2 separate regions of the Mus musculus genome follow, and region 2 is linked to region 1. The links are chromatin contacts, called in public promoter capture Hi-C maps. All regions are on one chromosome and are shown on one strand. The core of a region is the stretch at or near the end of the contact, and the rest is flanking DNA. Distances in the headings are between cores, read along the strand shown.

Region 1 (2,970 bases), core at 31-2,530:
CACTCTTAAATGTTGTGCAAAATTTATTTCATAATTTCAAAAAAACTATTCCTTTCTTGGGATACCAATGTTGGCTCTAATTCATTTTCTAATAATTTCTTCAAACTTTCTTTGCAAGTCAAGCATTAATCTGGAACTATCATTGTTCAGTTATTATATTGTTTTCAAGATGAGAACACACAGCAGGCACCATTAGGACTGTGCTGTGCTGTGTCCCTATGCCTCAATTTTTAACTGTTTAAGAATCAAGGAACGTCTAGTTTCACAGAATTCACCAGAGCAGAAGGGAGAAAGAAATAAGAAAGTCAGATATAATAGAATAATTATGCCCACCAAGACCAACTGAAAGACAGGCACCCACAAATGAATTCTATACAGCTGTTATTCAGGGATAAGATTAGAAGTGGGAACGACTGTTTTCTACAAAGAGCTGCAGTGGGCTACTGAGATGTCTCCATCCTGGCCTACTGCGGGCAGTCGCTGTCATGGTATGCTGTCCCCAACAAGTTATTTATGTGGTAGCCAGGAAAACTGTATTTTGGTGGCTGTCTCCTTATCTTTGCAATGCCTTTGTGTGGCGGCTACACATCCTTGAGGCTGTAGATAGGTTGTCCCCACTGTATAAAAAACTAAAACATCAGGATATTTTCCCACACGTGTGCACTAACAAAGGTGTACAAACTCTTTGGCATCGTTAGAATATCTTTTTCAACATAGTCTGAACATCCCCTACCATTTTGTGAGATTTTCTGAAGAACTGTGGAAATAAGGTCCCTGAAAGGAGATCAGTCTATCAGTTGGGAGGGAAAGGGGGTCAACTTATGTCATGACTGTCATCACCTACCAAAGAAAAATTTTATACCACAATGGAAAAACCATTGTCTCACCAACTCTACCTTGAAACAGCCCAGTGAAGTATCTTTGGAGTGTTTGCTTTTGCAGAGGCATTGAAGAGTGTCTCTTGAGCGAATTCTTTAAAAAGCTGAACATTTTTTTCTCATCACAGGGAGACCAGCATACATAAATAAAGGCATTGCACAAATACTTAAGGATTTAACAGGAGTTCAGTGACCAAAAACGGGGAACATTACTATGTCTGCAAGATCACGTCACGAAGTATAAAAGCAAACTATTGAGAAAAACGCCTCCATATGGCAGTGGGCTATAAATAATGTTCAGTAGCCCACTCATTCCAAACCAACAAATGGAAAGGCTTTACTTTAAAGGCAGATGCCGTAAAAGTCAAGCCCTCTTTGAGCGGCGCCGTTGTCCTGCTTTGCGGCCGCGCAGGGCGGGGAAAGTGCGGCAGGCGGTTAGAGTCCTCGCCCCGCCCCTTGCTCACTCCCCGCTCCCGCTTTTGGAGGCGTGAGCAAGCTGGGACCCAGCGCTGGGCGCCGGTTAACACCCACTCCCCGTCGCGGGTACCATGGAGGCGGCGGTGTGTAGCGAAATCGAACGGGAGGATGGCGACAGCAGCTGCGGGGATGTGTGTTTCATGGACAAAGGCCTGCACAGGTAGCTGCCGCCACCCGGTTGGACCTCGGGTTGGCTGGCTTCGGAGAGCCGGGCTTGTGCAGGAAGCGGGTTCCTCCCCATCCTCCCAGCACAGTCTGGGGCTCCTCTCTGTCCCCCAGCATAGCCCGGGGTTTCTCTGTGTTCCCCCTGCACGGCCCGGGGCTTCTCTTACTCCTCCCAGCATTGCCCTGGCTTCCTCCCTGCCAAGCCCTGAATCCCTCCTGGCTCACTCAGCTGAGCTCAGGGTTCTTCCGCATCCTCTCCACAGATCCCGGGGTTCCTTTCTCTCCACCACCCAGCGCAACCTGCGGTTCTTTCTTACGGACCTGCTGAGCCCAAGCTTCCTCTTTCCCCTCTCCTCGCCCCCACTTTCGCACCCCCTAGCTGTTGCTCTTCCTGGTCTCCTTCCAGGAGCCTGAGAAGTGGGGCAAGCAGCAAGGCAAGCCTTCTCTACTCCCTGCTTACATCTCTTGCCTCAGTTCTCACCCGTTTTTAAGTTCTTTTGCATAAGACACAATCAGAGACATATCCATACAGTTGTTGAAAGTACCAAATATAACTCTTACTGACCCTGTTTTATGTTACTGAGACTGCTCAGTGGTTTTTCAGGCCCCTGGATTTTCCATACTCTGTGAGCCTTACCAGTTCAACCTAGACCCTCTCTTGTTTTTCACTGGCCAGTTAGCTATTTCTGAGATCCAGGCATTTCTGTTACAATATTCTCTGTCTTTGTTGAGGTGCCTGCTCTACTCCATCAGAACCGTGGTATTTATAATATAATGAAAACAATTTAGTCTCAGGCCTGATCTAAGGGTTGCCAACGAAGAGGTTTTTTCAAAAGAATGCTTACATTTATATTTAATAATGGTTATCGCTTTGAGGATGATGTCTATGTGAATGTTATATGTGTTATTACTAATCACCACAGCAATTATGCAGGGTCGTTTTTGTTTTGTTTTGTTTTGTTTTTCTTCTTCTAGTAAGCAATGACTCTGGGAATTTATATTTTAGATACATTATATAACTTGACAGTGTAACTAGTGAGCAAGTAAATTCAACAGTATTGATTTCTGATAGGTCAGAAAACAGATTGCTATTAAGAGCATATAATAGCACAAAATTTGTCCCTAAATAATTCTGTAATTGCCAGATAATCAGCAAATACTTCAGACACCTTTAGAAATTGGTGTTTTGAGGTTTGCAACTGTTTCCTTGCTGCCAATAAGTAGGTTTCCTGCAACTTTATACTAGCTAGCATAAAAATCTACCACAGATGCCCTTGACATTGTGTGTGCTATTCTGAACTACTTTTAGCATCTCTGAGCAGTGCACTGTAGTTCCATGGAAATACCATTCTACTCGGCATGCTCAATTTATAAGTGGTAGTAGTGGGAGTAAAGAGATGATTTCAGTTTAGAGAAAATGCATTCCAGCTTGCAGTTAGAAAGGACCTCA
Region 2 (3,206 bases), core at 231-2,730, 660 kb after region 1:
TTATTAATGTGTCTTAAACATTTATAGGGAATATGCACTATGTCCTGTACCATAATTCAGCATAATTTGGGGTTAGGCTGTTTCTTGTCCTATTTCTTGATGTAATGAGAGCAACAATTACCCAAATAGTGAGAGGTTCTAGCAGATCTCTGAAGCTGCTGAACATAAAATGGTAGTGACTATATACATTGGGCAACTTCAGAGAAATAGATGGCCTGTTTATTTATACTCACTAGCCTTTATACCCCACCCTTAGTCTGTATCACTTAGATGGCCACTTCTTAAAAGCTCCCGAGAGAGAGAGAGAGAGAGAGAGAGAGAGAGAGAGAGAGAGAGAGAGAGAGAGAGAGAGAGAGAGAGAGAGATTTTGGCCTGTCTTGCATAATACCTACTATAGTTGTCACCAAGGTTCTCTGCATAGTTTTGCCCTTCTTATACCCTTGGCAAAGACAGTATTTCCAGACCCTATTGCTAGTAAAGACAGAGCCTCAGCCTACGTCTTTAACACCAAATAAGGCACTGTGCCATAGACTTAATGTTCTTCTTATTTTATTTGGGTTTCACAGAGTGAGGCTTGCAAAGAGTCTTGAGGCATACAAATTTATTTTGTAGGAGAAATTCAGGTTCTCAAATTACTGATTTTTCAAATTTTATTTTCATGGAATTTCCAGGAATTGTTTAGTTTTATGGACTGAACTTTTATTTTTGTTTCTTTTCTTCTCTCTGTCTCTCTGTCTCTGTTTCTATCTCTCTCTTTCTCCTTCTCTGCTTTGTTTTAATTTCTATAGATGCACATACCTTTGTTCTTTTATTCATTAATAAACCAATATGAATTACATTAGTATTCTGTTCATTTCATCCTTTATCATTTTTATATAATATCCTTTTCTGCTTTGGAATTCTATCTGGGATATCACAATCCATTTAGATATTATGTCTTTATGGATTTCTCTAGGACATGACAGTTTCTTAGTCACTCTTTGGTTTTGTCAATGTGATGGTTTTGAATTTTATTGGTTCATAGAACTTCTCTGAATTTTCGAATATCTTGAGATTAGTTAATCAGATGATAGCCAGAAGGTAGTAAGTGACAATTTAAAACTATATGATTACTACAGATTAGTTGAAGGAAATTAGGAAGAATTAACTATTTGCAGATTTTAGGGGGTAGAGAAAACGAGTAACAATTAGAGGGTGCAGGGGTTGGTTATTAATACTTGATCTTTGGTGTTGTTTTAAAAATCCAATTATGAATGATAGAGTTTCTGATTTAAAAAAAAAGCTTTCTGAGACTTTATTGCTCAAATTGTCTCTGATTTGGATAGGTAGCCATCAGTTTTTACTCTAAAAAAAGGAAAGACAAAACGAGCAAGGCCGTCTTCATCAGTGAGCAAGTGCCGTGACCGCTTTCAACTGAATTGCAGTTCCCACTGCTGTCATTTCTTCTTGGACGCACTCATGAACAGATTGCTTTTGCATAACTGCCTCGCCATCTGGTGGCAACATGTGGAAACGAGAAGGATCAGTCTGGAGATGTGAGCTGAGCAAGCTCTTTCCCTTGAAGAGGATACTTGATGAGATATACCACTTTTCTAAAACATTATACCATCATAATTTTACACCTTTATTGACCAACCATGTTTACCAAATTGACTCTCTATGTCAAGGGGAAGGCCAGTTTCTGAATCTCATATTCTAGCTGAAAATGACTTTGGTAAAATTTTCTAAGATTTCTAATCTGGCTTCCTGTGACACTCTCTTATTTATTTATTTTCAGAAACCACAAATTACAAGTCCTTGACAAATAATCATAAAATAAGTATTAGGCATATTGATTATTATGAAACATGTGTGAAATGTGTAACCCTCATAGTCCATCAAGCCAATGAAAAGGAGCAGAAATTGTTTCAATATTAGCTTAGGCCTACCACTAACTATGGTTGTCTGTTCCAAGTAGAATTTGTACCCTCCTTTGGTTTGTCTCAGAGATAGCATGGGCATGGATCAGCTACCATGATAGTGATTCAGCTACCATGTATAGCACGTCCTGGGGAGACAGGGACACAAAGCAGGTGCTGGAAGATGTAATTTTTGCTGGCTTCACTTTTGATTTTGAAATGTCTGTTGGCTCATTCTTGCATCAATCACAGAACTATTGTTTATAGTCTTCTGCTTACCAGACATGTTCCAGTTCACTGCTCCTTCTCTGGACCCTGAAAAACAGAGAGTGATACAAAAATATGTTGGAATTAATTTTGTGTTTCTGGATTCTTGAGAAACATACATCCATCATTCTTAGAAGCAATACACATTGAGCAAGTCTTTTCAAGAAAGAAGAGTAGATTTGATGGATGGAAGGAGAGATTACTTAAATTCCAGTGTCCTGAGGGATGCCACACATGTTTCAGGGGAGCATGTAGTTGTATAACTCCTGACTACTGGATATGGGAATTCTTATGCCTTCTAACCACTGTATTTTGCCTTACCCTGGAGTTAGAGTTGGTAAACATTTCCTAAACCACAGACTCATTGATTGAGACTATTCTCAACTACATGTTAAATAAGATTTTTGCTCTTTAATTTATCGAAGAATGTTATTGAACGTCTGCTTCATAACCTCAGATAAGTAGGTCACTGGTAATGGTAATAACTTGATGACTGTCTTGTAGGTGTTTGCATTGTGTCAAACATGGCCTGCCATTCAAATGTACACTCAACAAATATTTTTAATGCTGTTTTGCACTAAATATATGTAGGTGTGTGACCTGTGGAGATCCAGCAAAAAGGCATAAACGTTCCTGCTCTCTGGAAACTTACAGTCTGGTGAAGAGAAGCAGACACACAAATGCACAAAACAAATGAGTAAAAAGAATTAGCCAGCACTGAAGGCTACTTTGGGCCATTTGGTCAGAAGCTAGCTCTGTCTGAACAATGAGAATCCTGTTAGATGTATATGTCACATGTATGTGAGTCCAGTTAAGGATCCAGCTAGGGCAGATGGAGGAAAACAAGCTTGTAATATGTTAGAGATAGCAATTCTTCAAATGAAGGTTTTTATTGTTCTTGGATCCATCCTCGCCAAGAAGAGACAGTTTTCAGCTAGCAATCTGACAACCCAGATCAACCCAGCTGTGTTCTGTACACCATCACATGGATTCACAATAACTTCTTGCTCAACATAATCCTGTACCCAGAGAGTAGCTTGA

Evidence for each region. Promoter capture Hi-C pulls out the DNA fragments that hold promoters and counts their contacts.
Region 2: a contact with region 1 is called in a promoter capture Hi-C map of pre-B cells, with 4 times the contacts expected there. The contact joins the enhancer-like site here to the promoter of Lrrcc1 in region 1. A contact is called at or near these places in 7 of 39 promoter capture datasets (the C10 cell line, cranial neural crest, hematopoietic stem and progenitor cells and 3 more), 1 of 484 Hi-C or Micro-C datasets (olfactory sensory neurons) and 1 of 115 datasets of contacts at active chromatin or transcription factors (stem cell-derived neural progenitor cells).

The regions. Positions count from the first base shown.
Region 1 is chr3:14,532,508-14,535,477 of GRCm38.p6, forward strand. Lrrcc1 (leucine rich repeat and coiled-coil domain containing 1) reads left to right here and starts at 1,281. Exons shown (of 19, transcript NM_001163579.1): 1 at 1,281-1,515. The coding sequence starts at 1,427.
Region 2 is chr3:15,193,076-15,196,281 of GRCm38.p6, forward strand. No RefSeq gene overlaps it. Among named protein-coding and RNA genes, the nearest start is that of Gm33819, 37 kb to the left of the region's middle. Within about 2 kb of position 1,481, at least 15 of the 459 cell types and tissues checked have an H3K27ac peak or open chromatin away from gene starts, as enhancers often do. A contact at or near this core is called in pre-B cells, where this site is marked.